2 separate regions of the Zea mays genome follow, and region 1 is linked to region 2. Evidence: chromatin contacts called from public Hi-C data. All regions are on one chromosome and are shown on one strand. Each heading gives the region's core, a stretch centred on a gene start, on an enhancer-like site or on the middle of the called end of the contact. The rest is flanking DNA. Distances are from core to core; before and after follow the strand shown. Region 1 holds the start of LOC100278472. Region 2 holds the start of LOC100281560 (type I inositol-1,4,5-trisphosphate 5-phosphatase CVP2).

Evidence for each region. Hi-C and Micro-C count contacts between places; a contact is called where the count stands out from the background.
Region 1: a contact with region 2 is called in a Hi-C map of leaf, with 6 times the contacts expected there. The contact joins the promoter of LOC100278472 here to the promoter of LOC100281560 in region 2. A contact is called at or near these places in 5 of 25 Hi-C or Micro-C datasets (ear, leaf, root tip and 1 more).

The regions. Positions count from the first base shown.
Region 1 is chr3:9,244,267-9,249,527 of Zm-B73-REFERENCE-NAM-5.0, forward strand. It overlaps LOC100278472, which reads left to right and starts at 1,489. Exons shown (of 8, transcript NM_001407526.1): 1 at 1,489-1,788; 2 at 2,888-3,039; 3 at 3,250-3,446; 4 at 3,574-3,812; 5 at 4,319-4,520; 6 at 4,602-4,976; 7 at 5,049-5,138; 8 at 5,248-5,261. The coding sequence starts at 2,928. LOC100272803 reads left to right here. Exons shown (of 15, transcript NM_001147256.2): 14 at 63-155; 15 at 251-891. The coding sequence ends at 559.
Region 2 is chr3:9,041,707-9,046,840 of Zm-B73-REFERENCE-NAM-5.0, forward strand. LOC100281560 (type I inositol-1,4,5-trisphosphate 5-phosphatase CVP2) reads left to right here and starts at 3,614. Exons shown (of 7, transcript NM_001368028.1): 1 at 3,614-3,859; 2 at 4,162-4,285; 3 at 4,451-4,531. The coding sequence starts at 3,824.

The DNA.
Region 1 (5,261 bases), core at 239-2,738, 200 kb after region 2:
AACTCGCATGATATATCATCTTTTGACTTGCTGACTATCGTTTATCTGGTGGATGTATGCAGCTTCTCGAAGTAACCGCTCGAGCAGTCCATCTTATTATTGAATGGGGAGATCCAGGTTTATCAGTTGCTGATGGCCTTTCTAATCTGCTAAAGGCATGCCCTCTTCATCTAGTCTCGTTCTCATTCATTTAAAATGCCACCCATGCATCTTTTATAGCTCAGCCAGTTAACTGAATATGATTTTTCAGTGCCGTCTTTCAACCACCATCCGCTGCCTTTCTCACCCAAGCGCGCACGTGCGCGCGCTCAGCATGTCCGTTCTCCGTGACATCCTGGACCACGGATCCGTGAGCCCCAACAAGATCAGCCGAGGGGAACAGCAGCGGAATGGCATCCAGAGCCCATCGTACCGGTGCGTGGCCGCAGGCATCCTCAACTGGCAAGCGGACGTGGAGAGGTGCATAGAGTGGGAAGCCCACAGCCGCCGCGCCACCGGGCTGACGCTCGCCTTCCTCAGTACGGCGGCGAAGGAGCTCGGCTGCCCTCTCCCGTGCTGACGAGGCCGCTCCCGGATCTGATCTGACATCGGCGGCCACTTGACGGCCAGTGCTGGCAGCTTGCTGCGGGACCGGCGAGTAGGACGCTAATCTCTCGACCAAGGACGACTCGCCGGTTTGTTCACGTGATATGTGATCAAACTGATATTAGATGGTGTTTCCAAAGTATATATCTACTGAGGGGCTTGCTCCCATGATGCGATTTTATTCCAATCTGACGTCAGATGCTTTACGAGCATATTTAACTGCTTGAGCTGTACGTAGCTTGTATTACTTGTAACTTTGTGTAATATGGTTATTATTGCCGAAGAAGCAGAACATAGCTTTTTCTTTTTTTTCTCTCTCTTTTTTAGACTGCTGCTAGATCCTTATCCATGCGTTGCAACGGAGCGCCATATAGATTGAAGTTCCCCTTGCAGGGCTCCTTGTACGGTCTATAACATGAACATAAAGATGGCATCCAGTAGTCAATCAGCAACTATCGCAATGAGATTGGTCTTCTGCACGTGACCCAGTTTAGCTCCCGTGCAGGGCTCTCTGTAACCTACTGTGATGTCCCATGACATGAACATAAATGTGGCAGGTTTATCATTCAATAACCAAACAGCAGCCGATATGTTTCATCTTTATACATAAGTGCTGATCTAATTCATAGGTCCTACAACAACCGGATAGATTGATCCTGTACAGTGTACATAATAATATGTACAGGGAGCGGCGGAGGCGCGGAGCGCTGCACGCGAGCCAAACTCGGGCTTCTTTACCGCGTGTGCCGCCATCTGACCGGGCCGGCACAATAGGCCACTGGTTTCGCATGATGGGCCCTTACACCGACCGACTCTCTGTGTAGAGACTCCCAGCCCAGTACGTTTCTATCTATTGTATCCGAAATTCCGAATACACACGACCAAGAGGAAATTTGGCGCTGATAAGACTCGAGTGGAGGCGGCAAGCGAGGCCACCAGTGTTCAAAAACTCTGAAAATTCCCACCTCTCCCTCCCTCTCTCGCGCGTCCGCGCCCGCGCCCGCGGCCTCGTTCAATCCGCCAGCGCTCCCCCGCCCCCCGGTGGTAGCGGGCTCTACGGCAGCGCTCCTCTCCGGTTCCCCTGCGCTCCGCGTCTTCATCTGTGGCGGCCGACGCTCCGTCGGTGTCTCGTCGGACGGAGCGAGCGGAGCTAGGGTTCCGTTTCATGCTCAGGATCGGCGAGATCTAGGGTCTCGATTTCAGGTATGCCCCCCGCCCTTCTCGAATTTACGGTGCCGGGCCGATGCGGGTTGGGACTTGCTTGATCCGGGGTTCTGAACCGCTGGATGTTCGGTAGAATTCAGGGATCACTGGATCAGGATACCTAGGTTTTAGGATTCGGGTCACGTATTTGTTCTCTACTGCTTTGGATCGGGTATGGAACCAAAGTCTTTCCCCCCTCCGTTTGTTTCTCTTGATCCAGAAATAAAATGAGTTCCTAGTGGACAAGTGATATCGCGTTCACTTATTTGTACTGTATTCCGTTGATAGCACAGTGCATGTAAGAGATAGATTGTTTGAAAATCATAACTTATCAGTTGAGTGGCTTTGTGCAAGAAAAATCAGAGCCTGTTTTAAACATACTGTAAAACAATTTGATTGAAATATCGTAGTGCATGGAGGAGCTAGAATTTTGGAAATCGTAAGTTATAATCAACTGCTTTGTTTTCTACAATTAAAACCAGAAATTATGTTAAACACTGATATGTAATTTTAGGACTGTAGGAAGTGCACATTTTCTTTCACGCGCAGTGATGTTCTGGCCACTTAGTGAATAGGACCCTCTCCTGAGTCATGGCATGAATCCAAACCCTTGAAATAAAAGAAAAGAGAAACTTTTAAAAACAGTGACTACATTGAGTAAGGGGGTGTTTGGTTTTTAGTGACTAATTTTTGCTCCCTCTATTTTAGTACCTAAATTGCCAAACATAGAGACTAAAATAGAGACAATCCATCTTTTAATTTATGTGTTTGTCAATTTAGGGGACTAAGGGGGTGTTTGGGATGGCTTCAGGTTCCAACTCTAGTCTGAAGCTGTAGTTTAGAAAATCAATTTAAACAGTTTTAAAAATATATTTTTAATCTAAATAATAAATAAAATGATTTATCTAAATGTCTTCTAAAGGCTTACAACTCCGGCTCCACGATTTTCTAGAGCACCTAATGATCTGCTCCATCAACTCTACCAAATTTTATGGAGCTGGAACTATCCCAAACATGGCCTAAAATGAACTAAAATAGAGAGACTAAAAATTAGTCTCTAGAAAACAAACACCCCCTTAATGATTGTGTTGTGCAACAGGGTGATTGTACTGGATAGCTGCTGCTGATATTGCAAGACAATGAAAGCTCATCAGCAGCAAGGTAATGCATCTGGCACAGGAGCAAAGACCAAATCTGGTTGTGATAAGGTACAAAGCCTGAAAGCTGGTGCACATATCAACAAATCATCAGGTGATGTGTTGTCACTATCAGTTTTCCGTCTTCTTTTCCACCTATTATCTGCTGAAATCGTAATCTAACACAGACCAAAGTCAAAGTATGAAATAAGCGCTTCTTGGTAGATCAACTAAATTGAAACAATTGCACAAACTGTTAAGTTTGTGGCGATATGTCATAAGGACATCATTGATTTTCTAGACTTATCAATAACATCATTTGCAGGCAATGTGGCTGCAAAGCGCAGAAAAGTCTCTCCTTTTGAATCACATACCAAAAGCAAGATAGCATCAAAGACTGACAGTCTTATGGAAGCACCAGCAAGTGATGCTAAGTTGTCTGCTCGGCCACCTAATCACTCTGGAAAGATCAAACTTCAACTTTTCCCATTATATGAAACCATTCAAGAGATTATGCAGCAAGTGAGTACCTCTGCACCTCAGTTTTTTTTGGTATAGCTTAATATAAGCACCATGCCACAAATAGTCCTGTTTGAAGGTTCTTTCTCTCTTATATTTGCATTGCTTATTACTTCATGCAATGTGACAGGAAAAACACAATCCTTACCTTGAATTGACTTTGGCTCCTCGAAAGAAGATGTCCTCAATTTTACAGCATCTGAATACAAAATGGGGCAGTTCTCAGTGTGCAAAAGGCGAGCTCATGCTCTTCCCTAATGATACTAGACTGGACACTATAGGTGGCAGTGCAAAATGGACTCTTAAGGATTCTTGCACAGCTGCTGATGTGCATGTTGCAGTTGGCTACCCTTCAACATTTCGTTTAAGGTTCAAGTTGTTTTCTTTATAGTTATTTTTGTTTGGAGCAAAATGTTTTGGTGGTTCATGAACTTGTCCTGTGGTGTATTTAGGTTCTTATATTCTTAGAATGCAATGTAGGTCGCCACTTGTTAAATGTGTCAACTGTCCTTGAGGTACAAATCACCCTACGCTGTAATTAATTGCATATGTTACACTTAAGTGTGCAGTTTGAGATCAGATGCTGCATGCTATATTTTGTGCTCATGGTCACCACCACTGTCATGTATACCTCGATTTAGGTGTTATATTGGTGTGCCATATGTGCAAGCTTTTTCCAATTAGGGTGATTTGGATCAATGACATACTTAACAAGTTTAGAGCCACATGTGTGTTTAGGAGTTTATTGGGATTTAGATGACATTGCTACTTGCTAGGCAAGTTTATGAATTCTCGGTGTATTTCATTTTTGTGTTTGTATTCACGCAAATCAATTGTGAAAGTTGATGTTTAAATATTATTTTTCTATTATGAAGGTATGGTTGGTTTGGACCTGATTTGAACCAACAAAGTAGTGAACCATCCTTGGCATCAGCGTACTCTGCAGACAAGATTATTGGCAGCAGGCCTCCTGATCTTGTTTTCAATGAACAAAAACATATGGCTGGTTCAGATGAATTTGCAAATCATTTTGTGACACCCTCCATTGTGGATGAAATAAATACATCACAAATGGCGGTGAGTATCAAATTTTGTTGTTTATTGAAACATTACCATTATCTGTACTTGAAGCTGATACCCTATATGATTCAAAAATAGGAGAATCCAAGCAAGGTGGCACAACTTTCATGGCTTGACTCCATATCTAATATTAGTTTTGGAGCACTGTTATCTGAAGCTGCGCCTTCTCAAGACACCAAACAACCGCCTTCACAAAATAGCATTTGTCTCCAGCAGATCCCTCCCACATGTGATTCATTTGATGCTGCTATTGCTTCGCTGATTGCCCGTCAGCAACCAAGTAACCAACCAAAAGTGTTAAATCCATCCCTTTGGGAAGCCGAAGAAACTTGCCATGCATTTCCCTTCCAGAATCAAACTCCACATGCATCAAGTTCAGTTCCTGGCAACAGCTTTGCTGCTATGACCTCATCAGTCTTGTGCGCCATTCCAGAAACTGGCACAGATGATCAGGTACACTTGCCTTGTAATCTTTTGTCTCAGCAGAAACCTTTCTTGCTGCTTATGATCTTTTTGTTTTTGCAGCAATGTGCTACGGATGGTAGGAAAGAGGAACTAAACAGTCAAACATCAGTAGAGGGCGATGGTATTAATGCAAAGCCAGAGATTTCAATGGTACCGGTTATGACCCTAACAACATTGATTTGTTTAGGATGCTTAGACTTCTTTGGTTTTCTGATTACTGATGTAATCCTTATGTAAATCTTACTATTTCTTTCAGCAGGAGTCAGCTGGTGA
Region 2 (5,134 bases), core at 2,364-4,863:
CATTGTGATAGCATATAGAGCTCTAGTGGAGTTGTGAACTCATTGAGTTGTGTTGCGAGCTCTTGTTGCGACTTGTGTGCGTGTTGACACTCTGATTCTTGTGTCTTGTGTGCGTTGCTAATCCTCCCTTGCTCTGTGCTTTTTGTGAATTTCAAGTGTAAGGGCGAGAGGCTCCAAGTTGTGGAGATTCCTCGCAAACGGGATTGAGAAAAGCAAGCAAAACACCGTGGTATTCAAGTGGGTCTTTGGACCGCTTGAGAGGGGTTGATTGCAACCCTCGTCCGTTGGGACGCCACAACGTGGAGTAGGCAAGCGTTGGTCTTGGCCGAACCACGGGATAACCACCGTGCCATCTCTGTGATTGATTTCTTGTGGTTATTGTGTTTTGTTAAGACTCCTCTCTAGCCACTTGGCATTTACTGTGCTAACGCTTAACCAAGTTTTTATGGCTTAAGTTTTCAAGATTTACAGGATCACCTATTCACCCCCCTCTAGGTGCTCTCAGTATTAGAATTATATCAACTGAAGATGTATCAATTGAAGGACGTGTTGTACTGTAATGTATTAAATTAAGTTAAAGTATTTTCATATATTGTAAAGTGTTAACTACATTATAAGTTAGTGCTCTGATATCTAATAATCTGATCGGTCAAACACCTAAAAAAGCCGAACCAAACGTATTTATCTGTTTCATTTTTTTAATCAGAATCTACAATCTCATAATCTGCGTATCCAAACACCCAGATTCTAACCACCAGCTTCTCCCCACAGTCAGCTTTTCTTCACAGCCAGCTTTTCAGAAAAGCTTCTCAGAAAAAAGCCGAACCAAATAGGCTCTATATAGCTCGTTGTAACGCTACAATTTTAAAAGATGGAAGGAAATGATAGACGTCAACTGCGGCACAAGTGAGAAAGGGAGAAGTGTCATTGGGCAGTGAGGTTAGGCTGGGCCAGCGGGGTCGCGAAGATAGGAGTAGGAATCAAGGATGATTCAAATGATATTCTTCATTGTAAAAAAATATGAATTATGTAACTTCTAGTTTTAGATATTACGTGATTTTGTATGTGTTACAAATTATGCCTACTTTATTTACGATTTATAAACTATGTAATTTAAATAAGAGTATGTGAAAAAACTGAAGTGATGTTGAGATGGCTATGAGCTGACGATAAATATTACGCACTTTAGTATTGCAGTAAATAAGGACTAACAATGGCCAGTACACCTAGCGCAAAAAGGGCTGGAATGAATCAGCCCAAACCAAGTGGACCAATGGTGTAGCTCTGACGTTGTAGCCACGTCAGATGCATGTCAAGCGACGGCGAGTTTTAGAACTTCTTTCGACAGCTAATCAATGGATTATTAGGTAAGAAGAGGCACGGTGTTGTTTTTTGTTTTCCTCGTGGTTTAAACTTTACTGGGTGTCACTATCTGATGTCAAATTTCTCGGGGGGTTATTTACAAAAAACAATGCGGTGGGTGATTTCGTCAAATGGGCAATTTAACAACGTGTTTAGGGCTGTGTCGTTGCCCGCAAGTAGGGCCATTAGCATTATGCAATGCTGTCACGGGAAACGGCGGTTTTGGCAGCAAGTGCAACAAACACATACCCCCCCACCCAAAAAAAAAAAAACAAGTTTGCTGTGCAACTAACGGAGGAGGGCCTACAGACTAAACTTGATTCTCTGCATCATGCATGACTGAGAGTCATAGATTGAGGTTGTTAGCAACTGAACAAACGCAGTGTGTAGAGCAGACAGACAAAATTATGAGAGCAAGTCAAACACGGAGGCTTAGAGGAAAAAATGAGCAGCAAAAAAAAAAGTCCTGAGGGGGCTGCACAGGTGTCTGTCAACACAACACAAAGGGTATTAAAAAATTGTGATCGCGTTGTCGTCGGTTGTTCAGGCTAGCACAATCAGAGCGCGCCGATCAGAGCGCGAGTGTGTCTCCTGCACATAATTCGGCGAATGCTACTACCCACCAATCCACCACATGGGTAGACTAGAATAACCACGTGTCACAGTCACAGCTCAAGACAAACTGCTGTTAAAGTTGTTTAGATACGACACGATGCGTCTGCCTGCCTTTGAAGTCTGCGATGATCCAGACGTGGCGCTCGTGCCGATCTTGGGATATCCGGAAGCGCGGGAGCGCAGCAGAATCCCATGCCCCTGTTTGTTTCAGCTTTTCGTAGCTTTTGGCCACCAAAAGCTGCTGCAGACTGCCAAACACTCAGCTTTTCAGCCAGCTTCTATAAAATTCGTTTGGGTGAAAACTATTCAAAATCAACATAAATATATAATCGGTTGAGTCGCCGCAATAGTAGTTATCCGTCGCTTTATAGATCCTGAGCCACATGGACAACTTTATCTTCCTCCGCACCTAATCCTAATGATACTCAGATTCTCTACACAGCCAGATTCTCCCCACAGCTAGATTATCAGAAAAGCTGGTCAGAGAAAAGCTGAACCAAACCAAACAGCCCCAATATCTTCTTACAATGCGATGGATAGTACAGCAATTATCTTCTACACAGAACCTATAGCCACACCCACGCGATGGGTACGAGAACGACCATATGTGTGGAGTGGAGCACGCCGTTTTAACCGTGCCTTCCTCCCCGGAAACTCACCAGCGGCGTGCCGGCAGCGGCAGTCGCGAGCGGTGGGAATGCGATTCATTAATAATAAATAATAATAAAAATTATTGCTGGCGTGGCTATAGTTGTACATTTGTGTTGAGTCTAGTAGGTCAGTCCAAAACATATAATTTCAGACAAGGTCTAGTTCTGATATGACCCAACTTAATTGTGCGTCTAGGCCGGCACGACCCAATATGTAGTTCGTGTCTGTCCCTCAAGTCAAGACCATGGGTTAGCCTGACACGGTCTATCTCACTAAGACACTATCAAAACTCACTAAATATAGACTTACTATTTAACTAAGACACGTCAAAGCCCACAGGACCAACACAACTTTAAGAATCTAGAGCTTCAACAGACCTTCGAGAACCAGTAGCTAGACGAGGATAATGGTGATGATCGTTGTATATGTATTTTCATATGGTTGTATAGTACTCAACTAAACACTGACTATAAAACTGAATATTATTTCTGAGCTATTTGTACTATTTTTTTTTCTTTCTGATCAAAGATTTTTAATATGACAGCCACAAAATAGATTAGTTTTATTTTTCTTCATATACATTTTGTAATTTCTGTTTATGTATTATTGTATTGCATTCTGACCTATTTGAATCAGCTTGGTATATATAACTAATTATTGACTGTACCATGTCCTAATGGCTAAATTCACGTGCTAACGCGATACGATCCATAATTAAAAACATGTTTTTGCGGACTATACCTTTATGGGTTTGTTTGTGGTGCCGGGTTAGTCTGACCCGCTAGCCCGGCCCACATGTACAGGTTCCTCTTTCGACGAGCGCACGGGGGAGGCGGGACCCGGCCGGCAGCTAGCGCTGCAAAAGATTTCCGGGAAGGTCTCCCCCCACAGACGCAAACGAAAACGACCCCGCAGTCCGCTGCGCGCCTGCGCCTGGTATAATATAAAGCTCGTTCATCGGCCCCAGGCTACCTCCTCAATCCTCATGTCCTGCCTGCCAGGCCCAGGCTGACCGCACCGCACCGTCTGCACGAGAGGAGCCTACCGAGCCACAGCCCACAGCCAGCACCCGCGGGTGCTCACGCGACTGCACGAGCTAGCCTTCGGCAACTGATCGGTCTCACACGGCGCCATTGGAGAGAGGCGAGGGAGGATAGCATCAGAGGAAGAGTCAGAGACAGACAGAGCAGCGGGGATGGTGGTGCAGAAGCAGAGGAGGGTGCCGGCCGAGGTAGGCGAACGCGAACCCGCCGCCTCCCCCCCGCTCGATTCGCTCGTCTCTCGGCGTTGCGCTTGCGCTTGCAGCCTGCCTGCAGCTGACGCACTCGACCAGAATCTGCTGAGACAGAGCTTCCCGACAGCCTCTCCTTTTCCGATTTGTTCCTTTCAGAAACTTCTTTCCGTTCTCTCTCTCTCTTTTCCCTCTTGAAACAAGAACTTGCGGGCCAGAGAGAGAGAGAGAGAGGTTGCGAGTACGTCGCCGTGCCGTCGTGACGCTGATAGGCGCCGCCGCCGCCGCGTTTTTCGGTGCAGGTGTTCTGGCCTAAGGTCGTGCTCAAGAAGTGGCTCAACCTCAAGAGCAAGGACCTGGACTTGGGCGCCTCCTTGGCCGCCGATTACGACGACGACGACGACGGTAGCGACGTTGACGGCCAAGGTACGTACGGGCACGGCTGGCCGCCGAGACCTCACCTCCGCCGACGTGTTTCTGTTCCGGGGTCGCCGTACCTTCGTCCATTCCGGTGCCCGGCCAGAGGGCCAGAGACAGCGTCTTTCTCCTCTCTGTCCCCTCACTTCCTGCTGCCTCGCTTTGCTCCGCCAGAGAACTGCGGCTGTGACGACGGCGGCGGCGGCGGCGGCGCTCGCAGGCCGGACGATGACGGCGACGGCGCCCAGATCACCGGTGAGGTCAACTAATTCATTTATACTTGTGCAAGTGCACCCCGGCCGTCTATTGCGTGTTCAACTGAACCGCGGCCGGCGGGCAGCTCAACGGAAAGCGCGTTCCGCGTCTCCGGCCGGCCGTCGATGTGGTGGTCTTATCTACTCCAAAAGTGCAGCTCTGGACTATTCCTCGCCTTCTTCTTCTTTGTGGTAACCTAGGGCGTGTTCGGCTGGCTACAAGCCGACACTGTTGCAGCTGTTTGGACTGCTGCAGCTGCAATCCATAGAGAGAAAAATACTGTAGAAGCCGCAGCCGCAGCCGGATTGCAGCCGCAGCAAGCCGCAGCGAACAAGCTAGTAGGAAAAAGATGAACAACTGGTCCTCCTTCCCCAAGTTCCCTTCTGCCATTAGTGCGCCGCGTCAGCCACCGGACCCGGCCAACCTTGAATATTGTCTCCTGTCACTAGAATGGCTTTCCCAGCAATTGCCTAATCCGGCAGGCCGGCCTACCTTTATGATTATGTTAGGCTGAAAAGAATTCATGATAGTAGTATTAATTAGCAGCTTTTTTTAGGGAGGATAAAATTAAACGGGAAGCATATCAAGTATGCACAATGTTCC